Regions from separate parts of the Gossypium arboreum genome. Here regions 2 and 3 are each linked to region 1. Evidence: chromatin contacts called from public Hi-C data. All regions are on one chromosome and are shown on one strand. The core of a region is the stretch at or near the end of the contact, and the rest is flanking DNA. Distances in the headings are between cores, read along the strand shown.

Region 1 (2,861 bases), core at 243-2,742:
AAACCCCTGTAAGTTCGAATTTAAAATTTAATTCACATGGGCATGGGACATGGGCGTGTCCCTAAATACTTACACGGGCCATCAACACAGCTATGTTATAATGACCACACGGGTGTGTTGCCCTTCCACACGGGCGTGTGCCCTGTTTCAAGAATCATTTTTTTAAGTCGGTTTAAGGACCCGAGTTGGTTCCGAGTGATTTCTAATGAATGTTTAAGGCCTCGTAGGTCCGTATTAAGAAGATTAATCAAGGTTCGAAAAAGTTTAAATTTGATCACGTCTTGATGACTCGGAAATGATCGTGTGCTTGTGTTAAAGTTTAGTAATGCCTCGTATGCCGTCTCGGGGTAGGGCACGGGTGTGGAGTGTTATAGGTTGCATAGTTATCAAGTGGATTTTTTTTAAATTTTAAAATATCAGACTAATAAATTTAAAAAATATTTTAATTATGTTAATAATTGAACTTAAAATTTTAAATTTAAAAGATTAAATTTCAAAAAATTAAAATAGAAAAACTAAATTATTGTGAAGAGAATAACAACCTAAAGCAGATTTTAACATAACTATCATCTTTCAAAAATAGTAATATGAGCCAAGATTTGGTTGAAGTATTAATTAAAACTTTAATCCAACACTCAAATAACATGAATTCAAACCTTGTAATCACTTACCTCTACCAATATTATAACGATAAAAAAAACTAAATTACACCCTAAATCTGATTCGCTCGGGGTTCATGTGCGGAACAGAAATGAAGTGAATTATTGACTTTAGACTTCTTTGCTTCTTCTGCCATTTTAGAGAAAAGAGACAAGTCAATTTCATGGATGGTGGTGACTGCTAATTTGACACCAAATGGGCCCTAATTAACTAGCTACAAACCATATATATTTATTTATACTATAAATATAGCAATAGCTTCAAATTTCTACGCATGGATGGTATTGGCTACTCTTTTTATTAGAAGGGGTATCATTATAACCATATTGATTATAAACTATACAAGACAAGATGATTCTTACATTTAACTCTCAAATTTTCATAATTTCAATTTTATCATGGCATGGGCTACTCTTGAATCTTTGATGGCAATAATTTTACCAATTTAGCTATAAGAATATTATGGAAGAGTAGATTATATTTTATTTATTTTACTTTAAAAATAAGTAAATTAATCCCTTTGTATTATATTAAAAAGAAATAGACTATTTTATTAAAAATTTCAATCCTTTCAGTTGTTAACAATTGATATTAATGATGAAATAATTAAATATTTTTATCACGGTGTATTATTTGTTTCTCATACTAACATAAAATGATTATTTTTAATAATAAAATAGATAAAAAATTTTAAAAATATTAATTTTTCATATAAAATTAATTAATTTATTTTAAATGAAAACACAAAATAGACTGAACCTCGAGGCGATACATCATTTTCGTAGATATGGCGGAGCCAACGCGTGCATGCAAGTGGTTAACTAAGTTACAGTTCCTTAATACTTAATATAGTACAACATGAAACTCTTTACCCTTCTCTTTACAGATCATTCAATCACTCCACTATCAACGGTCCACCAAATCCCACGTGTCACCAACCCGCACCATCACCTTCACCCCTAAGCAACTCTCTTTCTCCATTTCCTTTTGCTCTATAAAGTTCTTTTGCACCATCACATTACACCACACAACAAACAAATTTCATTAATTTTGATTCTCTTTTTTACCTTACTAACTCATACTACAATATTAAATATTATTATTATTCCCTTTGTATAATATGAACGATGGAGAGGGCGCTCAAAGACTGCTCATTTCTCATCACCTTCTTCCGATTATCTGATCCCTTCTTTCACTTCCATTCAAAAGCTTGAAATTTTTATGGTTTTGAAAGAGCTTCTGAAGTTGACACACACACACACACATATATAGAGATAGAGAGAGAGAAAAGGATGGGATTGAGTTGTAAACAGGTTTCCAGTGATGAGGTTGAGTGGATCCAGGGCCAGTCTTTGTTGCAGGCTCCAACTATGGAGCGTCCAAAAGCTTCATCAATGAAAAGGCGACATCATCAAGAAAACCAGCTGCAGCAATCGGAACCGCCATTGAAGTGTCCAAGGTGTGATTCTTCCAACACAAAGTTCTGTTATTATAACAACTATAACAAGTCACAACCTAGGTATTTTTGCAAGACCTGTAAAAGACATTGGACTAAAGGTGGTAATCTTCGCAATGTTCCCGTTGGTGGAGGCCGTAAAAACAAGCGGCATCAGACATCCGCCGCCGCTTCTGCCAGTAAAACAACCACTACTACGATCAAAAGCTCCACCTCTTCCGCTATTCAACCGCATCAGCTTCCGCCTGCCGATCAAAAGTACATACCGAACATCAAATTTCATTCATCGTTGCAGCAAAATTCTGTAAATTGCAGAAACTCGGAGAGAGAAAATTTCAGCACAAACAATGGAGTCTGCTTGGATTCTACCATGTCTCAAGGCTTACAGACTCCATTTCCTTTGCCGTTTCCATTTTCAAGTTCAAGCTCATATTCTTTGGAAACATCCCCATCTTCAATATCAGCCTCGTTTCAGTCTTCGAGTCTCTACAACTATAGTGGAGAAACGAGGGAGGATCCAACAGGTTCACAGACCTGGCAAGAACCTATTACCAGCAATGGCATTGAAATGGCAAACTACTGGAATTGGGATGATATTGATGCACTTGTCTCTACTGATCTCAACATTCCATGGGATGACTCTGAGATCAAACCATGGAAAGATCTTTAAACCATGCATATATATTAATTATACATGTTGTCCGGTTCAATTTTTTTTCTCTCTTAAAAATATTTGTTACTCTAA
Region 2 (2,861 bases), core at 225-2,724, 400 kb after region 1:
GTAAACTTTTTCCTTGTCAGAGGTAAATCCACCAATTTGTAATTGTTGATGAAGTTATTGAATTCATTTGACCCATTCATCAAACCCACACAACTGCTCCTTTTACTCCTATTTCTCACTGTGTTGAAGTCACCACCAATTATCCATAGGCAAGCAAACGAGATCTTTAAAGCTAAAAGATTCAACCATAATATCTTTTGATCCAAAATTGCATTAGGGGTATAAACATTAATTAGGGCTACTTCCATGCCTTTAGACAACAATTTCCCTTCTACTACTACGAACCTTTCATCACAAAGATATTTATCCAATTAAAAACTACCTTTATCCCAAATCATAACCACACTTCCTGAATGCCCATTAGCTACTAAAAATCTATAATCAAAATTATTGTCAAACCATATTTTCCTTATTATGTTGATAGTGAATGTATCTAACTTAGTTTCCTAAATAAAGTACATATTCACCCTTGTCTTGCATATAACTCTTCTAAGAAATGATATATTAGCTTCCAAGCCCATACCTGTAATGTTCTGAGATACAATCCTAGTACCAACTCACACCATAAAGATGTTACAGAATAATGACAAAGATAAACAATACAAACAAAAACCACACTTATTTTGGTTCTACCTAACCCCTAAACTCCCTATTCTCCATCTATAGGCCTTCCAACCTCATTATTTCATTTACTGCTTCACGTTCGTTCCTTCTTACACTAAATCCCAACCTTTTTCTGACTTCCAAGCTTTCTTTATTTCCTCGAGAATCAACTTCCTTCTATTGTTGATGTTAGAATCAGAAAGTGATGCATTTACTATAACCTTTTCTCTATCTGATATTAATTTCCTCTTTTCTCTCCTCAATGCCTGATCTCTCTTTCTTTTCTCTGTTACCATGAGGAAACGATCTTGAATTTCAAGCATAGAACGTTCTTTTCTACCTTGTATTTTTTTCTTCTTCCTTTTTTGATTTGATGAATCCATGTCTATTTTTTTCCCTATCTTCCTTGTCATCTCCTTCTGATTTCACTCTCTCCAGTTGATTGTCCAAAATATTTTATTCTGGACTCACATCAAGTCTCAATGTATGGGCTCTCTATAAATCCATTATTTCCTCCCAGCCCATAAATACTCTCAACCTTATCCTTCATGTTTAATTCAACAATAGCTAGACCCATATTACTAAAATCTTCCCTGGCCCATTCATTACAACTACTATCATCCTCTTCCTCCAAATTGATATTAGCCCTTAACCCATACAAATTTTCTTCTCCCCAATTTGATTCATTTTCCCAAGTTCTCTGACAGTCGTCGTTAGCGTTTTCTTTTTCGAGGAAGATAACATTAATTGCTTCATCATCCCTTGTTTGTCTCTCTTCCGATGCTTTTTCCATCCTTGTTCTTGTTGCCGATCCTGACTTAGACACAATCTCAACATCATTCTCTTGTATTGACACCAACCCATTTATTTCTTTCACTCTACATTTCCCATTGATATCATTGAAGGATTCCAACAAGCCTATTTGCTTAATTCTAACTGGAAATCTCACCTCCCCAACCTTTAGAAATATCAGCTCATGGATTTGTTCTGGTTGTTTAGTTTATACCAACATCGTCATTTTGTCGAAGCTGTTCACCTGCGTCATATTCTCACAAAGAGACACTAACTCTCCCTACAATCCCATTACTCTTTTGATTGATATGTAGTTCCAGCAATGAAAAGGCAAGACTGATAGTTCAATCCATGTCACTTCTCTATCGATATTGTTTTCTCTGACCATGACCTTATTTTGACAAAAAAAAATTTAGATATGTGCAATCATTCTGTTTTAAAATATAGAGAAGTTAATCATCTAGTTTTTTGATCAGGAAATGTCTTCCATGAATCCTTTTGATTTTGATCTCACCCAATCCACTTCGAATGATTCTTTTTGTAAGAATCTTCATTTTGCAAAACATTTCTGAAGCTTCCAGAGTTGTTCATCATCTACATTTCCCTTGATCAATTTAACTTGATGTTTCCCCTTACCATCCATAATTTCATTTAAACTCACATCATCTCTATTTTTCTTAAATGTTTCTCCCACAACCATTTCGATATCCATCACCTTCTTCCCACTTACCACCTCTTCTTTATGATTTTTAATATTTTTTCTTTGAATCCCCTTTAACTAATATTTTTCTCCATACTTGTCTACTTCCCTTGAATCTTGCCAAATAAACCTATTCCCTAAAATCACAAAGTCGTTTAACCTATCGATAGCCCTTTGTGCATCCATCATTTTGTCAAACCTATCGAATCCAAACATCTCCATGATACCGAAACAACGTCCATAGGCCTTTCCAATGTATGGTCTATGAAATGTTATGAACAAATAACGTAACATGGGGCTTCATCTCTTTAGTTGCTTACGAGGCCAAAATGTTAAAAAAAAGGTAGTGGTGTCACAAGTCAACTCGATATTAACTTAAGATTGATGAAAACACTATGAGAGAAACTATAGCGCATTTAGTATTCTTAGTATAATGTAATTATGTGTTTAAATTTAATTTTACTCACAATTTAATTTATTTTTTCATTTTAATACTCTTCATTTTTTATGTGTTATTATTAATTAGTTTCAAACCATAAATGTTATTTTTGTGCATGCTATTTTTAAAGTAACATGTGTTTTACATATGTAGTTGGCAAATATATATTTAAAATGCATGAGTGTGTTTACAAATAACATATAATAAATTATGCATGTAAGATTTAAAACTACTAATAATAGCACAAATGCAATATGTATGAAATTAAAATAAAAATAGTTTAAATTGTAAGTAAAAGAAAATTTAAATAGATAAATACATCATATT
Region 3 (2,861 bases), core at 167-2,666, 370 kb before region 1:
ACAACTTAAGTACAACATATCACGAGTGATTGCAAACACTTAATACAATAAGGAAATCAACCTTAGATGGTCCAAAGCAGCGGGCATAAATCAGCAAAAGAATTGAACATCCACCAAACTAGAGGGGACGGTGACAAAACCAACCCTAAAATTACTCTCAAAAATAAGACTACATGCATAAGCAAGACTAAAAAGCATTCTATAAGAATAGACAAAAACTTCTAAAAGTGAGACTTATTAAATAATGGAAAAACAAACAAAAAAACAAAAACTTAAGATAACACGAGTCCAAACCGACTCATGAAATCATTTATTATTCTGAAATTCTCAAAATAGAAACAGATTAAGAAGTCAACGAAGAGCTACTCATTTTCTAAAAGAAATTGTCGGTGGTCGATAGTGTTTCAACTATTATAAGCACTGTCATCTATCCATCACAACTTGTAAAGACAACAAAGATACCCACAAAATAGAACTGCAAGCTGAAAAGAGAGAAGACGCATGGAGTGAATGTAAAGGAGAAAGAAAAAGAGGGTTGATGGGCAAGAGAAAAATGTGGGCGATAACTAGCTCGGAGGCTAACACTGCCGCTAGGCAAAAACAAAAAGAAACAAATGATTTGGAGAAAAAAAAAATAAGGTTTCCCAAACTCTACTTTATATATATTATAGATAAAAAATTAAAATTAATAGATAATGAAATGTGCTTGTGTTATGAACTTGGACTTTAGTTGAGCTAGCCTCGTGGCGTTAATATTCAAGAGTTTTGAATAAATTTTTTCAATTGCATTGATAATTCAAGTTATGAATGATTCAAAGAATGCTTTTATTTATAGTGGAGCTCATCTTACATCAAAAGTACAAAGTAAATTATGTCAATGGTTTACATTTAAACCTATCTATAATTAAGGGCGAATTTAAGGAATAGGCAGAGTGACTTTGGTCCCCAAAAATGAAAATAATGTAATATGGTACCTTTATGAACAATGAAAATTTAAGTTAATATATAGTAAAATTACATTTTAGTCTAAAAAATTTGTTCAATCCATTTAAAAATGATGAAATTAAAATTAATAAATAATAAAATTATATTTTAACTTATTAAAATTTATAATTTAGTTCCGATTTCCCGTTGATATAAAGTGATAAAAAAGTTGAACTCTATTACTCATAAAATATAAATTATTGGAGTGTTTGTTGAAGAGTTTGATTTCTTTCTTTTTAAATAGCGGCCCAACCCGGCCTAGGAAAATCTGGAACTTATATTTCAGTAAATACAAAGGTCCATTAAAAATTAGGCGGAATAAAATAGACAACTTCAAAGCCCAACTTCTCTCAAGTCCGACCATAACTATATAAAGGCCCAGCTTTTGTCACGTGCGATTATATCCACACGTGGGTATCCCTCGCTATATTTAGGCCTCCCTTTCATCTTCCCCATTTCCCACTCGCTCTCGAAATCAAAAACCCTTGCCAATCCATTCCTCGGATTAAACAAAGAGAGATGACCGCTGAGATACTCCCCAACCAGAACGGCTCCGTCGTTTACAACGGAGATCTGAATAAGTCTAACTCTAACCCTAACCCCATCTCCAACCCTTCCGCCGCCTCCAAGAAGTCCCGCGAGAGCGAACGACGTCGTAGAAGGCGCAAGCAGAAGAAGAATAAGAGTAAGAATACCTCCCACCAAGAAAATGACGCCGCAGACGGTCCCGTTTCCGAAGCCGGTGACAGCGACGCTGCCGAAGATGAAAAGAAGAATTCCTATCAGCAGCAGGTATCCAGCTATTTTTCCTTCCCTTCTTTTTTGTTTTGAGGTTTCTATGTTTTTAGTGAATATCGATTGTTTCGTCTGGTTTTTGCATGTCTTTGTGCATAATACAAGTTCTATAGTGACTTAAGAATTTTCGATTTTCTTTAGATGGAATAGAATTGAGCTTTTATTTTTGGGTTTAACTGTAGTTTGAAAATTTTCTTATGGCTATTTTGTTATTGTTGTTTTCTTAAATTCAGCATATTTCACTCTAATCTTACATAATGTAAGTTGCATTTGTTTATAAGTAAACTAAGCATTTTCTTTTGTTTGACACTGTAGGTAATGGAAGAAGTTCAGGTAGAGTACGTTCCTGAAAAAGCTGAGTTAGATGATGGCATTGATGAGGAATTTAGGAAGGTTTTTGAAAAATTCAGCTTCTGGGAAGCTGCTGGTTCTGAGGTGAAATGAAATTCAGTTTTATATGATCAATTAATTTTCGAATTTCCTTGTTAGTTCTCTAAAGAAACTTTTAATTCTATTTTTACAGGAGAGTGACAAGAAGGACGAGTCTACCCAAGATGCTGATGCAAAGAAGGGGGCTGATTCTGATTCAGGAGAGGAGGACCAGGATAATCAACAGAAAGAGAAAGGTGGCTTATCAAATAAGAAGAAGAAGGTTTTTGGTTTCTCCTTATATTTTCTGAGATTATTTGTGTTATTATATGTAGTTCATTTTGATGAGACTGAAACTGAAAATACTTGTTTTGATATTGTTGACAGCTGCAAAGGCGGATGAAAATTGCTGAGTTAAAACAGATTTGCTCAAGGCCTGATGTTGTAGAAGTATGTTTCTCTTACTGTTTATTTGATGTTTGCTTCTTTTCTTGTTCCTCTCTTGTTTGTTTTTAAACCAGTGTTAAAACAAATTTTTATTCCAATGTTGAATCAGAGCACATTTGCTATGAATTTTTTATTTTTATTTTTTGAAATGAAGTTTTTTTCCCATGGCTATTAAGGGATCTTATTTTCTAATCTTTTGTTATGAATTTTTTCATGCAATACTGTTGGAATATTGCGACTCAAATGGAGAATAATGTTCACTTCTG

Evidence for each region. A called contact is a pair of places that touch in the nucleus more often than the background predicts.
Region 2: a contact with region 1 is called in a Hi-C map of leaf, with 6 times the contacts expected there. The contact joins the enhancer-like site here to the promoter of LOC108457414 in region 1. A contact is called at or near these places in 2 of 5 Hi-C or Micro-C datasets (both in leaf).
Region 3: a Hi-C map of leaf shows a contact between it and region 1, with 4 times the contacts expected there. The contact joins the promoter of LOC108486457 here to the promoter of LOC108457414 in region 1. A contact is called at or near these places in 2 of 5 Hi-C or Micro-C datasets (both in leaf).

Annotation. Positions count from the first base shown.
Region 1 is chr6:44,181,896-44,184,756 of ASM2569848v2, forward strand. LOC108457414 (dof zinc finger protein DOF1.4-like) reads left to right here and starts at 1,493. Exons shown (of 1, transcript XM_017756466.2): 1 at 1,493-2,861. The coding sequence starts at 1,953. The coding sequence ends at 2,786.
Region 2 is chr6:44,578,062-44,580,922 of ASM2569848v2, forward strand. No RefSeq gene overlaps it. Among protein-coding and RNA genes, the nearest start is that of LOC108484704, 81 kb to the left of the region's middle. Within about 2 kb of position 1,475, at least 2 of the 2 cell types and tissues checked have an H3K27ac peak or open chromatin away from gene starts, as enhancers often do. A contact at or near this core is called in leaf, where this site is marked.
Region 3 is chr6:43,807,363-43,810,223 of ASM2569848v2, forward strand. LOC108486457 reads left to right here and starts at 1,417. Exons shown (of 18, transcript XM_017790517.2): 1 at 1,417-1,776; 2 at 2,095-2,214; 3 at 2,303-2,431; 4 at 2,536-2,598. The coding sequence starts at 1,504.